2 separate regions of the Zea mays genome follow, and region 2 is linked to region 1. A link is a contact called in public Hi-C data. All regions are on one chromosome and are shown on one strand. The core of a region is the stretch at or near the end of the contact, and the rest is flanking DNA. Distances in the headings are between cores, read along the strand shown. Region 1 has its middle 19 kb from the start of LOC103633352. Region 2 has its middle 71 kb from the start of LOC100272993.

Region 1 (4,194 bases), core at 704-3,203:
CCAGAGACAGCCAAGTCCAGAGCTGGGTTTGTGGTGCCGCTGGAGGACACGTGGTCGGTGCCAGACACGCTCACACGTACGACAAGAGAGGCCAAGCTGTGGCACTGGCCACAGCACAACTGGTCTCTTTTAGCCTTTTGCCACTGCGTTTCTATTCAAGGTGCCGAACCCAGCTGTAGAGGACACCCGAGCCGAGACAGTAGCTGCAGCGAGGACACCCGGGGACCGGGGTCCGTACCGGCGACGACGACTGATGAATAACGCCGACCAGCCCTACCGAGCGGAGGAGGTTCAAGCAAACAGCCTGGGACTTCCATATGCGTGCAGGACCAAGTTTCCCGTCTCGTCCTCGTCCTCGCTAACATGGAAGCAAATAAAAAGAGCGTGGAAAAAAAAAACCCAGAAATCCGGGACTCAAAACTGGCCACGTACAACATTCAATAATGCTACAGTAGTAGCCAGTACAAGTGGTCCTGGTTCGTAGTACTGGTACTGTGCTCGTAAAGTAGACCGGCAGCGTGGAGAACGTGCCGCTTGACAGCATGGCATGGCCAAGAGGTTCGGAACGCCGAGATGGAGCGGCCACACGTCCATGTCAGTAGGGGTGGGCACATTTTTACCATAAACCAAAAACCGAACCGAACCGTACCGAACCGAACCGAAATTTCGGTTTTTTTGGTAGTTCGGTTCGGTTTCGGTTTTTGTATCTAAGAAGTTCGGTTTTCGGTATCGTAATCGGTTTTCACCGTATACCGAACCGAAAAAACCGAATACCAAACTTTATCAATTCTCAAATTTGACTATTCGATTATGTGAACTAATTGTGTGATACAATTAAATTGTTATTCACTTATTTGTATGTGATGTATGATGTATATCTAAATATTTGTACCTATATAATTTTTTCTTTTTAAAATTATGTGTAATCTATCATGTAAACTTGTTGTATGTATTGTCTTGATTATAAGTTTGGTATTCGGTTTTTACCGAAAAACCGAAGTAAAAAACCGAATCCGAACTTCTCGGTTTTTCATTTTCTAGAAAACCGATCGGTTTCTAATGTTTGAAAAACCGAAGTTTTTTAAAACCGAAAAACCGAACCGAAGTTTAGAAAAAAACCGAATGCCCAGCCCTACATGTCAGTGTCAAGACGGACGGGGGCGGCCTGAACCACTGGCCTCGCGTTATCTCATTTAACCAACGCAAACAGAAAGCTCGCGCGGCCCAGCTGCGTTCTTATCGGTTATTGCAGTAGGTCACGGGCGGCCCAGACCGCGTGCGCTGCTCTCGCAGGGTCTTCAGTCATAGATAACCCTTTTCAATCTGAGCTCCCAGGCAGGCATGTCAAAATGGCCGGCGTGCCGTTTCATTTTGGCCCAAGCAGAGTAATACGTGGCCCGGCTAAGGCCCAGTGACGTTCGGCCTACTATTTGAGAGGACACGATGCGCCCTCGTGTTTATTTTTTTAGATTATTCCAACGATACAACTTTACTTGATGCGATTATTACAGGTGTGCCTCAATTGTTCGGACAGCACGTTCCAATTGGTCGGTCGAGTAGCACACATAGATTCGTCTAACATCTCGTTGTCATTGTCACGATAGTGTATTTCAACTGTTTTCGATAGGAGATGGGAGCACGCGACCAGCTAGCCCGACTCTCGTCAGGCATGGTGCGTGAGCTTAACGTCGTCAGCAAATGTCACAGGTAAATTTGTTGTCGTGTACTAGTGTATTTTGTGTCGGAATTTTCTGTGCAGCATAGCATAGCAGGTTATTGGCTAGGCGGACGAGCCAAATACCTTGGATCCGCCGTTGCACAGAGGCCACACACACCATTTGCCATCAGTAACAAATTGCGTGCAAGAACTTAACACTGCGCACGTACACAGCGGTTCAACCTATCTAGGTCCTAGGCGTGTCACACCTGTAGATGAGTAGATCACGGCTGTTTCAGGCATTTGTTTTTTTGGGATTGGAAAAGATTCGCTGCTCTTGTGCGTGCCTCATGCACGGCGTGCATGGCTGGAGAATCGCTCTCGTGGCGGCCGCAGCGAGGCTCCTCACTAATCAATGTTATCCTCAGGTTTTGTACGTAGTTTTGTTTTTGCTTATCTTTTTGCCTGGCTTTGCTATGCCACTGTTACGGCCACGGGTTTTGCATGTCGTTTGATCCGTTTGCTCTCGATCGGTTGGTACGAATTAGCAACAACTTGATGTGGTCCTGCAGAATGCTGAGTTGCACTTGTTGAGAAACCCTAATGAAGGGTTATGTGGGCAAATACCGAATATGCCCCTGAGGGCGATCACGTCTCTATATATAGAACATGTACCCCTCATATGGAACAGAGATCAGAAAGAGGCCAGAGGCCCAACCCTATATCCAGTGTCTTGTGTGTTTCCTCTGTCGTGCTTATGGGAAGGGAGACGGGTTCTCTACAGCTTCTTGCGCCTCTACTGCTGACGGGAGGGAAGGAAGCGGATCTGGTGATCCGTGGTAACGTAGTTCTCAATACGTTATCAGCACGCTCTACCTCGACGTTGCTGCGAGATCAGATCTGCATCAACTCTCCGTCACACCGGCAGGTCCCCGGCCTTGCCGAACTGTCCTACGCGACAGGCTTCGTTCCCGTTTGTCGAACCAGAAATCACGGTATGAAATTTTGAGCGGATCTGCAATTTATTGTTCATCGCGTATATTATCTGCGAGCCCGTATGAAATTTTGAGTGGATCACGCAATTGAACGGTATAATTTTTTTTAGATCTAATGTTGGTAGAATCTCGTAATCGCTCCACCATGTCCGGTGAGGCTCCACTCAATCTCGCCCGTGCACCCGAGTTCGTGCCCGCCTAGTCACGAGAATCCTGCGCATCCTATGGTTCTAGAGTGCGAGGTGAATGGGGGCGGCTCATGTGGTCAAAGTCGTGATCCATTCATGTCGTGGGCGTGTACGTGCGTACAAGCCTGAGAAAGCTGAGGTAGTTAGGATTTTTGTTATGAAAAAAAAACTTGCATGCCCACATGCACGTGACATGCGCTATCTGGGCTGGCCGCCTCCCACTCCATACCAGTTCTTTGACCAAGTCGTAACCGCTTATTGCTCTGGCGTTGGAAAACTACGGCTCCTGGATTTTTCTATGTGTGATTTTTCTATCATATTTTACATGCGGATAATTACATGCGTGATTTTTCTATCATATTTTATGGATGCAAAGGGATCCAAAACAAAGTCCTAGGCATGAGTGCTTTAAGCTCTCTTATCGGGTCATTGATAAATGCAATCGGGGCTGAACCAATAATCGCAAAATGAAAGTCACGAGCTTGAAGTTCGGACATTTATGGGCACTATTGAAATAATGTGTGGTGAATGCGATGGTTCAAGTGGTCTTGTGAGAGACCCATCCCACATATGTGTTGAATAACCACTGTTCCGCTATTTATTTTATCTGGCAAATGGCATGAATTAAAATATGCAGTTAATAGGATTCTGAAGATCCGCATGAGATCCTACAAGGACTCATATATTTGAATTATAAATATGCAACATATAAATCTCATACCGAATAATACATTCCTGACGAATTAACACTCTTCTATGTAGAGAGAATATCTTCTATTTGAGATTATAGTTCCTAGATGGAACCTTTCCAGAAGACATAAAGTCTGTGTTAAACACCAAAGTTTGATAATCCCTATAAAGGGATAAAGACCCATACAGACCCGAAAAGGAATAAGATGAGGTACCAAAGGACTTGAAGTTCACCGAATAAGCACATGTGCATTCCACGAGTTTTACTCATGGTATTTTCCACTTGATGTGGAATTACGGTATCCTCTAAAGCCACGATGGCAGAAATCTATAAGGTTTAGGTGTTACTGGCAAAATATCCCCATTGTGCCAGAATGACAGACTACAACGATGTATCTGATCGATGAAAAATCCCTAATGGATTATGATCTTTGATGGACTTTTGTTACACCATCGTAGATGTTGCGATGGATGAACGCCTGGAGCGATGTGTCATATTTAGAATATGTACTATTGCAACTATATTATCCCCTAAGTCCTATTGAAGGACATGTTATTTGCTTTGCACAACTATGTATAAATTGTGGTGTAAGATAGAAAATGATAGCACCCCAACCTCATCCATTCTCGTTATTCCAGATGAACAATGAGACATATATCTTGA
Region 2 (4,202 bases), core at 1,699-4,198, 150 kb after region 1:
CCTAAGGGGCTCATCTTATGAATGTTTTTGCCTTAAACACTTTAAATGATATAATATTTTGTTAGGATTGTAGGTGGAAAAGAGAAAAAACACCACGGAAAACAGATCAATTATTTGGTGTATCGTACATGCATGGTACAAGGGGGCGTATTTATATAGGCAAAGGAGATAGAGATAGAGTCACATAATCTTATCCAACACATCTCTCCTTGACACTAAATCTATAAAATTGTTTCCCCAAACACCACAAGGTGCTAAGCTCCACGAACACCTACCAAGTCAATATAATGCTTGAACTTGGTATTAGATAATGACTTTGTAAGCATGTTTGTAGGATTTTCATTAGTATGTTTCTTGTCAACTTTAATCTTGCCTTCAACAACAATATCACGAATGAAGGGGTACTTGATATCAATATGCTTGGTCTTGAATTGATACATGTCATTCTTGGTCAGACAAATAGCACTATGACTATCACAATAAAGCTTAATGACATATTGAGGAACACCAAGTTCAGAAATAAGACCTTGCATCCAAATAGCTTCTTTAACCCCTTCAGTAGCTGAGACATATTCTGCTTCAGTAGTGGAAAGAGCAGTAATAGACTGAAGTGAAGCCCTCCAACTCACTGAAGAACCGCATAATAAAAATACATAGCCAGATATGGAGCATCTCTTATCAAGATCACCGGCAAAGTCAGAATCAACAAATCCCATAACACCAATTTCCTTCAATGAATTCTTGTCAAACAATAATCGAAAATGAGAAGTACCTTTCAAGTAGCGAATAATCTACTTTATTTTCCTGAGGCATGAAGGGCCCAAAAAACTATACATACAAGTGGCATGGGACGTTAGGGGGTCCTAGGAACCTATACACATGAATGTGTCGAGTCTAGAAGGGGCCCCAAAGACTTATGAATATCCTGTGACCTAAGAGGCCCCAAGGACCAATGAGTGCCAAGAATGCAAGGGCCTTGAGAACCTAGGCTCATAAAGTTCCTTGGGACATTGGGGGCCTCGAGGACTTATGGTTATGAGCACCACGGGGCATGGATACCCAAGGACTTAGTTGCATGGGTGCCCTAGGGCATGAGTCACATGGGGTCTTGTACACTAATTAGTTCCATGGCACAAGGTGCATTGAAGACTTATAATATTTCACCCATGAAGGTCCTAGGGTGCTAGAGGCCTTATGCCTCGTTGCACCTAGGTACACCAAAAGACCATTAGACATTTTGGTTGATGTGGGACAGTGGCGGACACAGGATGAGAATTCACGTGGACCAGGACGACCACACGACAAAATCAAGCAAGCCCATAAAAAACTAGTGTTACATAGAATTCAAGTTTCATATAAATAATACTAGAATGTGAAAGTGCCCTATCGGGCGCTAAACCGTTTGCGCACATAGGGAACAAATTAAAACCATGTGTTGTAGCTTATAGGAAATACAATTTAAATGAATATTCTCTAATAAACCGCACAGGTAGAGTCTATGGTTTCGAGGTTCTCCTCCATATTAACATAAAAGCTCCACAGTTCGAACGATTTATGCACTTTCATTTGAACATGCTCATCCCTCAATATCATTGCGACGGACGAGATTTAGCCTGCTGGGTGGTTCGGCGTCGCCACGACGATGAGCAGGGCGGAGGCATCTGGAAGGGGGCATGTTCGAGTGGCATCGCACGTCAGGAAGGTTACAAAGTTGGGCAACGTCGGAACGAGGCAGGTGGCATTGAAATGAATGGCTCAACCCATAAAAGATAGGTCCAATAAATAGTGCCGTATTTTATAACTTTTAATGAAAAAAATATAGAACACACACAATGAAATGACCCAAATATATTACACCATAAATTAGTGTCATATCCTTTTTTCTATATCATTATCAACTTTTTATTTGCTAATCATATAATTTACTTACTAAATACCTAATTTAGGGCTTAACTGTTGGAGATCAATGTATTCTTATTGCCTTAAACACTTTAAATGATATAATATTTGAATTTGTAGAGAATTTTTAGAGTCAAATTGTTAGAGATGCTCTAACATTAAATAAACAATAGGTATAAGAGGTATTAAAAATGGAGGGGACCAATGTCCCCCATTTGTCCTCTATGTGGATCCGCCCATGATGTGGGGCTATCCCATCTGGATACTTTTATTCAATGTTAGTTAGGTTGACTCCTCACTTAGCTAGGGCCAGGGGAGGTCTGTAGAACTCAGGGCCCTAAGAGCAGTGTGGTTCCGTTATGGTGAGAGCCTTAAAGTCAGTCGATTTGGAGTAAAAAGATTATTTGGCTGGGAGAAAGAAGCATCTAATGAGCAAAACATGGCCATCGTTTTGGAGTAGCAATGAGAGAGGCAACGCATGAATGGATCGACTTGCTACTTGAAGTAGCAGTATTTACAGTGCTAAATGGTTCTTTTGCAAACGTCTCGTTTCGTTCCCTCCGGTTTTTTCTTAAATTTGCAAGCTCGAAATGCTTCAGCTCTGTACTGCGTGCAAGCTATGAGCGCGACAATTAACGCAACGTGCAGATCATCGATCATACGAAATACGACATATCCTCTCGTTGCATGCAGCCTGTAGCGGTAGCGCTGAACCTTGCTAAATACGTGTGTCGCAACGGAGGCCGCAAAAAGATACAGGATTAGGCAGCCTGCATACAAACATGCATGTAACTGAAGATAAGAGGTCCTATTATTTTCTCTGAACACTGATTCTGAATCGACAGGAAAAATACGTAGTGGTACAGGACGTCTTTTCTCTTTTGCTTAACATCTCGGCTGGCCCTCGGAGGTCGTGCGGTGGAGTGGTGCCGGTGCAGGATGCTGAAGGGAATGTACTGCTACTATGCATCGTGCTGCGTCAGGGTAGGCCGCGCGCGTCAAGCCATCTGACTGTCAGAGCCAAGGACCGTAAGTACATACCTGCAGTCACGCGGGCCTGCATACGGGCACATGGCGGGCGCAGGCGCTGGGGAGCATTCGTCTATGGATCTGGTGGTGTTGGTGATGGGCAACCGAAACTGTGTTCACGTACGTCCACGAAGCCTACTACCAATAGCATGCATATAATCGTTCTGATGATGCCAACGTGTGCCATTGCAGCGCCACCACTGAACGCCACGTGCCGGGAACCACGCAGATGAATCGCGTGCGTTCCGCTTTAGAAAACTCAGACTGACAAGGATGCAAATGGCGACTGACATCGTTGGGAACAAATTAAAACTTTTGCAGGGATTTTGGATCTTCAACCCTAGTGAAGTAGTGATAGGCGGAACGCCGGCCTATCGCGCTCGTGCACGGCCGCCGTTAAACCTACCTGAAATACAATGGCTTACATGCAAAATTCTGGTCAAATATATATATGGAATGGAATGAAATGGGTACTCTCTCTATTCAAATTATATAAGGCCCTTTATATTTTCTAATATATTATGTTTACTATATAATCAAATTATAAGACGTTTTGGTCTGTTAATACTCCATCTGTTCTAAAATATTAGTCGTTTTAGCTCTTAGTTTTTATATCTATATTCAAATAAGTGAGCATAAATCTAGACACATATATAAAATACATCCATCAAGTCTTTGATGAACCTAACATTGGCCTAAAACGGATTTTATTTTGGTACAGAGGTAGTACATTTTATTTACTCATCTAGATATATAGTGTATGTTTAAAGCCATAAAAACTATGTATATAGAAATCAAACATCTTATAATTTGGAACGAAAGAAGTACCACACTATTTTTTCTAAAGAAAAGGAAATATTCTACTCTATATATATAGTCCGTATATGCCCAATCACGTATGTACCCCTTTTCCATCCTAAAACAGTCGAAAGATTTGAACATAAGGATTTAGATGAAGTAAAAAAAAAGACGTAGTGCATATAAAACAAAAGAGAGAGAATGGGAGAAATAGAGATAAAGATCGATTAAAAAAAGATGTTCTGTAAGAAAGTAAACGTACATTAAAAAAGTACGGAAGACAATTATTTTAACGTAAAATTTGGATCATATAACGTCAAGTGTTTTATGATAAAGCAAGCATATTATTATTACACTTGTGATCAAAATTGTACGTTCTTTGTTTATTTTAAAAAGGGCCACGGGAAGCGTCAGCCCAAATTTTGGTTTAATTTGGTTCCATATTGTGCCGATACGTCAAATGGGCCGAGTTATCC

The links. A called contact is a pair of places that touch in the nucleus more often than the background predicts.
Region 2: a contact with region 1 is called in a Hi-C map of ear, with 6 times the contacts expected there. The contact joins two enhancer-like sites. A contact is called at or near these places in 4 of 25 Hi-C or Micro-C datasets (bundle sheath, ear, leaf and 1 more).

The regions. Positions count from the first base shown.
Region 1 is chr7:169,690,773-169,694,966 of Zm-B73-REFERENCE-NAM-5.0, forward strand. No RefSeq gene overlaps it. Among protein-coding and RNA genes, the nearest start is that of LOC103633352, 19 kb to the left of the region's middle. Within about 2 kb of position 1,954, at least 18 of the 20 cell types and tissues checked have an H3K27ac peak or open chromatin away from gene starts, as enhancers often do. A contact at or near this core is called in ear and tassel, where this site is marked.
Region 2 is chr7:169,840,708-169,844,909 of Zm-B73-REFERENCE-NAM-5.0, forward strand. No RefSeq gene overlaps it. Among protein-coding and RNA genes, the nearest start is that of LOC100272993, 71 kb to the left of the region's middle. Within about 2 kb of position 2,949, at least 11 of the 20 cell types and tissues checked have an H3K27ac peak or open chromatin away from gene starts, as enhancers often do. A contact at or near this core is called in ear and tassel, where this site is marked.